2 separate regions of the Sus scrofa genome follow, and region 2 is linked to region 1. Evidence: chromatin contacts called from public Hi-C data. All regions are on one chromosome and are shown on one strand. The core of a region is the stretch at or near the end of the contact, and the rest is flanking DNA. Distances in the headings are between cores, read along the strand shown.

Evidence for each region. Hi-C and Micro-C count contacts between places; a contact is called where the count stands out from the background.
Region 2: a Hi-C map of fetal liver shows a contact between it and region 1, with 1.8 times the contacts expected there. The contact joins the promoter of LOC110261387 here to the enhancer-like site in region 1. A contact is called at or near these places in 8 of 47 Hi-C or Micro-C datasets (alveolar macrophages, embryonic fibroblasts, epiblast stem cells and 3 more).

The regions. Positions count from the first base shown.
Region 1 is chr6:69,288,890-69,292,678 of Sscrofa11.1, reverse strand. No RefSeq gene overlaps it. Among named protein-coding and RNA genes, the nearest start is that of RERE, 32 kb to the right of the region's middle. Within about 2 kb of position 2,523, at least 7 of the 83 cell types and tissues checked have an H3K27ac peak or open chromatin away from gene starts, as enhancers often do. A contact at or near this core is called in fetal liver, where this site is marked.
Region 2 is chr6:69,349,802-69,353,685 of Sscrofa11.1, reverse strand. It overlaps LOC110261387, which reads right to left and starts at 1,397. Exons shown (of 4, transcript XM_021097591.1): 1 at 1,215-1,397; 2 at 990-1,062. The coding sequence starts at 1,397.

The DNA of each region.
Region 1 (3,789 bases), core at 1,274-3,773:
CGCACTGAGTGCTGGGGAAGATGGAAAAGCACAAGATGTCATGTTCTGCTCACACTGGCCGGGTTGTCTGCACCCACAGAGTAAAATAAACCACCGTGGTCGAATGGATGCAGTACTGGACCAGCTGTCCCAAATGTCCTTCCATGGGGCAGAATAACTTGACATTCCAGTGCGGTCGCTTTTGCTCCTTATAACCCTGGTCAAATTTTTGGAGAGTCATCAGAGAGATGCCCATTTGGAGGAGGTGTCAGAGAAGGTCTGGTTTTGACTTCAAATGGGTTCAAAGTGCTTGAGAAGACTGTCTACATTGCATAATGATTCTAGAACTGTGGTTGGGTAAACAAGTTACTGAAAACGAGGATGAGGTATTGATTTTCCACCGTGGAAGCATGATGTGCTAGGAATGTCATGTTGTAATATTTGATTTTCATTATTGGGTGTAAATAAGCTGGATCCGTTGATATACACACTACAGTGGGATGCCCCTGTTCACTTTGAAAACTAGGTCTTTTCCTTTATTTCATATTTTATCCTGTAAGTTTATATTACCAGCTGGTCGAATTAGATTTTTTCCCCTGAGGAATAGATTTTATATTTTATATCGTTATTAAGCATGTAACAAAGGCATTTTCTTATCCTTATAATGATATGTGGTTAATCTTACTGTATGTATACTGATCAACATGTCAGGTATGATGCCAGAACCAAAATTTTGTCCTTTTAAGCTGTTGTTAACTTCATAAAGTTATCTTTCTTCTTCATTCAAGATTCATCAACTGAATGAATATTCATTGAATGCCTACTTTGTTCTAGACATCTCTTTGTAATTCACTGATGAGGAAGAAATTTATCTTACCTTTATAGACACAAATATAAGGAAGATAAGTTAGTTACCATTACCATTATGTGTGGTAGGGTTCTAAATGGGGAGGAGGGTTCTATTGGGTGTACTGAGCAGGGGCACCTAACTTGGAGCAGGAGGCATCTATATTGAGACTTGAAGAGCGATGAAGAATCAACTGCCTGAAAAGTGAGTGTGGCATTACTGGGGCAAAGGAAGGCTGTTTCAGGGAGAGGAAACTCCTGAGCAGCAGCCCAGAGGCCAAACAAAACAGCAAAACAGCAAAAAGCAAGCAAGCAAAACAGTTGTCTTCTCACGTGGCAAACCAGTCCCTAATGAATAGAGCGTAGATTTTGAGGAGGGAGGACACAGGGGAACTTTCAAAGCCATTACTAGCTTGGATCCCATCCTATGGACGCTTGATATCAGCCTGAGAGGTTTTAAGCAGTGGATTAACAGGATTGGATTTGCCTTTTACGAAGATCCTCGTGGTTGCAGTTCCAGAGGAAAAAGTAGGCGTGTCAGTGCTGTGAGGCTTATGACTAGGATAGTGGTAGATGCTGCGAGCCGAAGCTGGGGCAGTGGCGGGGGAGAGATGCGGGTGGGTTCAAGAAATACTTAGAAAATGGAACCTACAGGAGTTCCCGTCGTGGCGCAGTGGTTAACGAATCCGACTAGGAACCATGAGGTTCCCGCGTTGCTATGGCTCTAGTGTAGGCTGGCAGCTACAGCTCCAATTAGACCCCTAGCCTGGGAACCTCCATATGCCGCGGGAGCAGCCCAAGAAATGACAAAAAGACCAAAAAAAAAAAAAAAAAAAAAAAAAAAAGGAAAATAGAACCTACAGCCCTTGATGATTGAGGGGAGAATCGAGGATGCTCCTAGATTTCTGGCTCCTTCCCTCTCACCTCTAAGCTTGCCCTTCGATGCCTGCTTTGGGAAAAATGAATGTGGACCCTTTAACTACTTTCCCTTGGGCAGCCAGCAGGATGTAGGAGGCTGCAGGAGGAGGATTCCTTGCTGGCTCCAGGGCGCTTGCCTGGCAGGCTCCTGTAGCATGTGGGGCTTCTCCGTGTCCAGGCTCCTGCTGCTCTGTCCCTGCCCGCCCTCTCCCTCAGAGTGCCTCCGTGAGAGGCTTCCCCACAAACAACTTTCTTTGTCATTCTAGAGGACAGATTTCTGGCAAGTTCCAGAGGGCAGATTTCCAGACATTCTGCTGATGTAAGCCCTCTCCAACAAGGTCTGGATCTCAAGCCCTAGGACTGGGGGGCTCTTGAGGGGGCTCTGACTCAGCTGCAAGGGTGTGGTGATGATTTATTATGCTATATGATCATTTCTGTTGAATTGATGTCATCTGTTCCTTTATTCTTTAGAGTTCTTTTTACCTCTTACTAGCCAATTCCCAGTCCCTGCTGTAGTTAATCATACCTTTTTTAAAGACAACTTTTCTTGTTCACATTACTGTGTTTCTCGCTCCTGATTGGACTCAGGCTGATACAGTGCTCTGATATGACCCCACTGGGGAGAGGGATGGACAGTGTATTCGGTTTGAGATGTGCTCAATTTGAAGTACAGGACACCTGTGTGGAGCTATCCAGGAGCTGGTCATGTGTATGGGTCGTGGGCTCTGGACGAGGACTTGGGTTGGAGATTGTTCAGGGAGTGTATGAGGGAAGAGGTGACAGGAGGGCCCACGGTAGCTCCTGTGGATCACTGTCCTGAGGTCTGTTCACAGGCAGAAGAGTCTGCTCAGGAGCCTGAGGAAGATTGGCCACAAAAATAGAAGGCACCACCGAAGGAGGGGAGTTATCAGTGTTAAATGTTACTGAAAGATCAAATAATAGAAGTGATGGAAATTGTCCACAAATAGAAAAACTAATAAAAAAAATATGCTGTCTTTTTTCTGCATGGAGGTTCCAGGCTAAGGGGTCGGGTTGGAGCTGTAGCCGATGGCCTACACCACAGTCACGGCAATGCTGATCCTTATCCCACTGAGCGAGGCCAGGAATCAAACCTGCGTCCTCATGGATATTAGTCAGATTTGTTTCCACTGAGCCACGAAGGAAACTCCAACATGTGCTGTCTTAAAGATAATTATTTGCTTGTTTATCTGGAAAGAATCCCTAGAAATTCCATCTGGTTACATTTACCAAGTGTCTGGGTTCCTACTAGCATAGACCTTAAGAGCGTGGGTTCTGGAGCCTAATTGCCTGGGTGAGCCTGCCAGTTCCACCCAGCACTCACTAGCTGTGTGGGCGTAGATAATTTATTAAGCCCTCTGGGTCCCCACTCACTCATCTGTATGTAGATTGGAAATTATATACCATCCCTGGGATTGTCGTGAGGGTTAGATGAGTTAATGTATGTACTGCAGCACCGTGTCTGGCACACACGCCCTTGGTAAATTGTGGGAATGCTGGGCTTTGCGGTGGGTGACAGGGATGGAAAGATGACTTGGGCTGCAGGCTCCACTCTGAGGGTGTGGGGAGTGGGAAGAGGCTTAATTATCAACAAAGCACAGTGAGTGGTAGGTGTCAGGTAAAGACCCTAATAAGGTGCCAGAGAGGTTCTGCCAAGGAGTGCCAGAGGGGGTAAAGGCTGAGATGGATCTTGGAGGGGTGTGGTTTCACCCTGTGCAGGGCTGGATGGGGGCGGGTGTGTTTCTGAACAGAAGGAACAGCATTGGCATCAAGAGTGCTTGATGGGGCGATCTCTTCGTGGCTCAGTGCTTAGAGAACCCGACTAGGATCCATGAGGATGCGGGTTTGATCCCTGGCCTTGCTCAGTGGGTTAAGGATCTGGCATTGCTTTGAGTTGTAGTGTAGGTCTCAGAGGCTGCTTGGATCCTGCGTTGCTGTGGGTTTGGCGTAGGCCGGCAGCTACAGCTCCGTTTCCACCCCTAGCCTGGGGACCTCCATATGCCATAGGTGTGGCCCTAAAAAGCAAAA
Region 2 (3,884 bases), core at 148-2,647, 62 kb before region 1:
TTCAGTGAGCCCATTGGCTTGTGCTTTGTTTCTTGTTCTAGTGTTTTGGTTTGTTTGTTTGTTTTTGATTTTTAGGGCCACACTTGCAGCATATGGAGGTTCCCAGGCTAGGGGTCGAATTGGAGCTGTAGCTGCTGGCCTATACCACAGCCACCTCAACGCAGGATTCAAGCCACGTCTGTGACCTATACCACAGCTCAGGGCAACGCCGGATCCTTAACCCACTGATAGAGGCCAGGGATCGAACAGGCAACCTCATAGTTCCTAGTTGGATTCCTTTCCCCTGGGCCACATCAGAAACTTCGAGTTCTAGTGTTTTTTTAAATGACAAAGGAGGAATGAGCATTTGAGTGTTAGAAAATGGTTAAGATTGCTTAAGTCACTTTAATGAGTGTTCGACCACAAATAACTCAAACATGCTGACACATGAAATATATTTACTAGATTGGAGTTTTGTTTGGAATTGTGGTTTGTGTAACTAACTTGTTGGTTTGGCAAGCAGTGTAAGATGTCATACTTGTCTATGTATTAGGTAACTAGGTCAGTGGGGCTGCTAATACTGTATAAGAGGTTTTTTGTGCCAGTGTAAAATTGTTGTTTTTATTTGGTAAAATTTGCTAGTATGTCAGCATTGGTAAGCAACATATTTAACTGTGGAATATTTCCTTATATGGTTATGTTAAAAAATGGTAAGATCTCTAATTCATAGATCACTTGGTATTTGAGGAATCCTTACAGCCTATTTGTCTTGGGCTTTTGCATCAGAAGTTGAAGCTGTGGGTCATGCCTTGATTTTAAACTAGTTGTATATGTGATTTGGAAGGGTTTTGGACAAGGAACAGAAAATCTTCCAAGTCTTCGGGAAAAGTGGAACAGAAATTTAAACTTGAGAGTCAGGCCTCACAGAAGCACCCCCGGTTCAGACAGCCTCATGGATGCTGGAATGCTCTTAGGTGTATGGATCCTGCCCAGCTTAGTGACCAGATTACCTCGTTGCCTCCTCGGCAGGAAGAGCTGTTGACCCATATACGCTAGTGCCAGGGCTGTGTATGGTTGTCCAGACTGCGTGTAGCATAAAGACAGTGCTCACAAGGGGCCAGTGTTTGCACTGGGTGTGGACCAACTGAAGCAGGCATGGCCATGCAGCATCTCCAGACAGAGTATAGATGGGAGGGCCCCTCCTGCAAAAGATGCACACACATGGACATGCCCACCCTCAGCAGAGCATGCATGCCACATTCGCTGACACGTACTGTGTCCACCAGCTGTCCTCCCAGAGCTGACCCCCTTTCTTCTTCTGGGAATGGCGGGCAGGAGGGGGTGGAGTGACAGTGGCGCTTAATGTGTGTCGGGTGAATACAGTTCAGGGGGGTGTGAGTGGGCGAGAATGTGGGCATGTGTCTGCATGTATGAATTCACAGACGCTGTCTGGGGAAGCTCTGGAAACCTCTGCCTCCCTGGATAGGACCTGGCTACACAGGGGAGGTGTATCCACGCTTTGCTTGACTCCTCGCGGGATGGGTAGGCTCTGGCCACTGATGTAAAAACGTGTTTGATAGGAGTTCCTGTCGTGGCGCAGTGGTTAATGAATCCGACTAGGAACCATGAGGTTGCGGGTTCGGTCCCTGCCCTTGCTCAGTGGGTTAATGATCCGGTGTTGCCGTGAGCTGTGGTGGAGGTCGCAGATGCGGCTCGGATCCTGTGTTGCTGTGGCTCTGGCGTAGGCTGGCAGCTACAGCTCCAATTGGACCCCTAGCCTGGGAACCTCCATATGCCGTGGGAGCCGCCCAAGAAACAGCAAAAAACAAACAAACAAACAAAAAAGTGTTTGATATATGAAGACATCACCGGGGTGAATTTAAACTCGATGCTCCTTGTCGAAGCCAGTGCCCGAGCTCCCCACCCCTGTGCTCCTCTTTCCCTTCCCTCCCTCCTGTCTGCGTGGGTCATGCCATCCAGCTGCCGGGGCTGCCGTATGAGTTGTTCAGGTTGAACTTGCATTTTTTACTGAACTTGCATTTTTTATATGAACTTGCATTTTTTTTTACTGAAAGGAGCTATTTCTTTCTTGCACAAGGCACTAGACATCCAGAGCTGGCCCACCTCTGCTCGTCACTCAGCTCTTTCTCTTCTGGTTTCTCTGTGTCTTTAGGCCTTGGCTTCCACTTTCACTAAGCACTCTTAATGTATTTAATTGCCATTTCCTGAGAAAGAAGAGCTGTTAGGTTGTTGGTTATCATCACTGTTGGCAAAGGGTTTGGGGCCAGACCACTTCTTAAGCTCCCTTCCCACCTTCTAGATGACGGCGTGCTCACCCCGCCTGCAGCTCTCATGGGGTGCTCAGTCGGAGCTGAGCCAGTGGGAGGAATTCTGAGCCGTGGCCTGTGGAGAGGGAATTTTTTTCATAGCCTATCATGTTTTCCCATCTTCATTTTCCCTGACATCTGGTGCCGCTCTTGTTGCTTTCAATAGCTTATCTAACAGTTTGTTTTGCTTTAAGAAACTACATAGTCATAACTGGTAGTCAGTTATGCTCTCTTTTTGAGGTGAGATCATTTTGTTATATTCATTTTGTTCTTTTATATCCTGTGACTCTACCTGTCTATCTGCCTGCCTACCCGAGTTGGTGTTTCCCAAACTGTCTTCATGGTATCCTAATTTGCTGCAAGTCTTTTGAGTGTACTGAGGTCAAATAAATTTATAATGTGTGTTAGCACCTTAAAGCCTCAGAAATGGCCTATGGTATGTACAGTTTTGATTTTTTTTTTGGTTTTCTTCCCCCCTTTTTCCAAAGAATACCTATGATTTTTTAATGGGAACCAGTATTCTGTAGAACAGTTTGAGAAACACATGTAAAGTGATTCCTTTCTTAATCAAGTGGCTTGTCCTTCTCCCTTAATAATGAAGAAGAGTGTTAGTATTGTAATGCCTAGCTGCTCGATACTATTTTTCTTCAAGCACATTTTGTACTCTAGAATTTCCAAGGGTACAACATGACTGCTTTTCCCACCTTATACATATGTCATTCTGGAGTCTTAATTTATTAATTTATTTGTTTTTTGCTGTTTCTTGGGCGGCTCCCACGGCATATGGAGGTTCCCAGGCGAGGGGTCCAGTCGAGCTGTAGCTGCCAGCCTACACCACAACCATAGCAACTCGGGATCTGAGCCGCGCGTCTGCGACCCACACCACAGCTCATGGCAACACCTCATCCTTAACCCACTGAGCAAGGCCAAGGATCGAACCTGCCATCTCATGGTTCCTAGTTGGATTTGTTAACTACTGCTCCATGACGGGAATTCCAGGAGTTAATTTTTTTTAAATTTTAATTTCTTTGGCTTTTTAGAGCTGCACCCACAGCATATAGAGGTTCTCAGGCTAGGGGTTAGAGCTGTAGCTTCTGTCCTACACCACAGCAATGCCAGATCCGAGCCGTGTCTGTGACCTACACCACAGCTCATGGCAGCACCAGATACTTACCCCACTGAGTGAGGCCAGGGATTGAACCTGAGTCCTCATGGATGCTAGTCAGATTTGTTACCACTGGAGCCACTATGGGAACTCCTGGAGTTATTTTATTTTATTTTATTTTTTTGTCTTTTTAGGGCTGCCCCTGCGGATGCGGTGGTTCCCAGGCTAGGGGTTGAATTGGAGCTACGGTTGCCAGCCTATACCACAGCCACAGCAACGCCAGATCCGAGCCACTTCTGCCACCTACACCACAGATCACGGCAATCCCGGAGTTAATTTTTGAATGTTGCATCTATTACTCTTCATTCCATCTTTTAATTGGATCAATTCAGTCAATATTTTTCTTTTTCACCCTGCTCCAGTAGCTATACTCTTATTCGAGATACAATCACTTCATTTTTTTTTATATAATG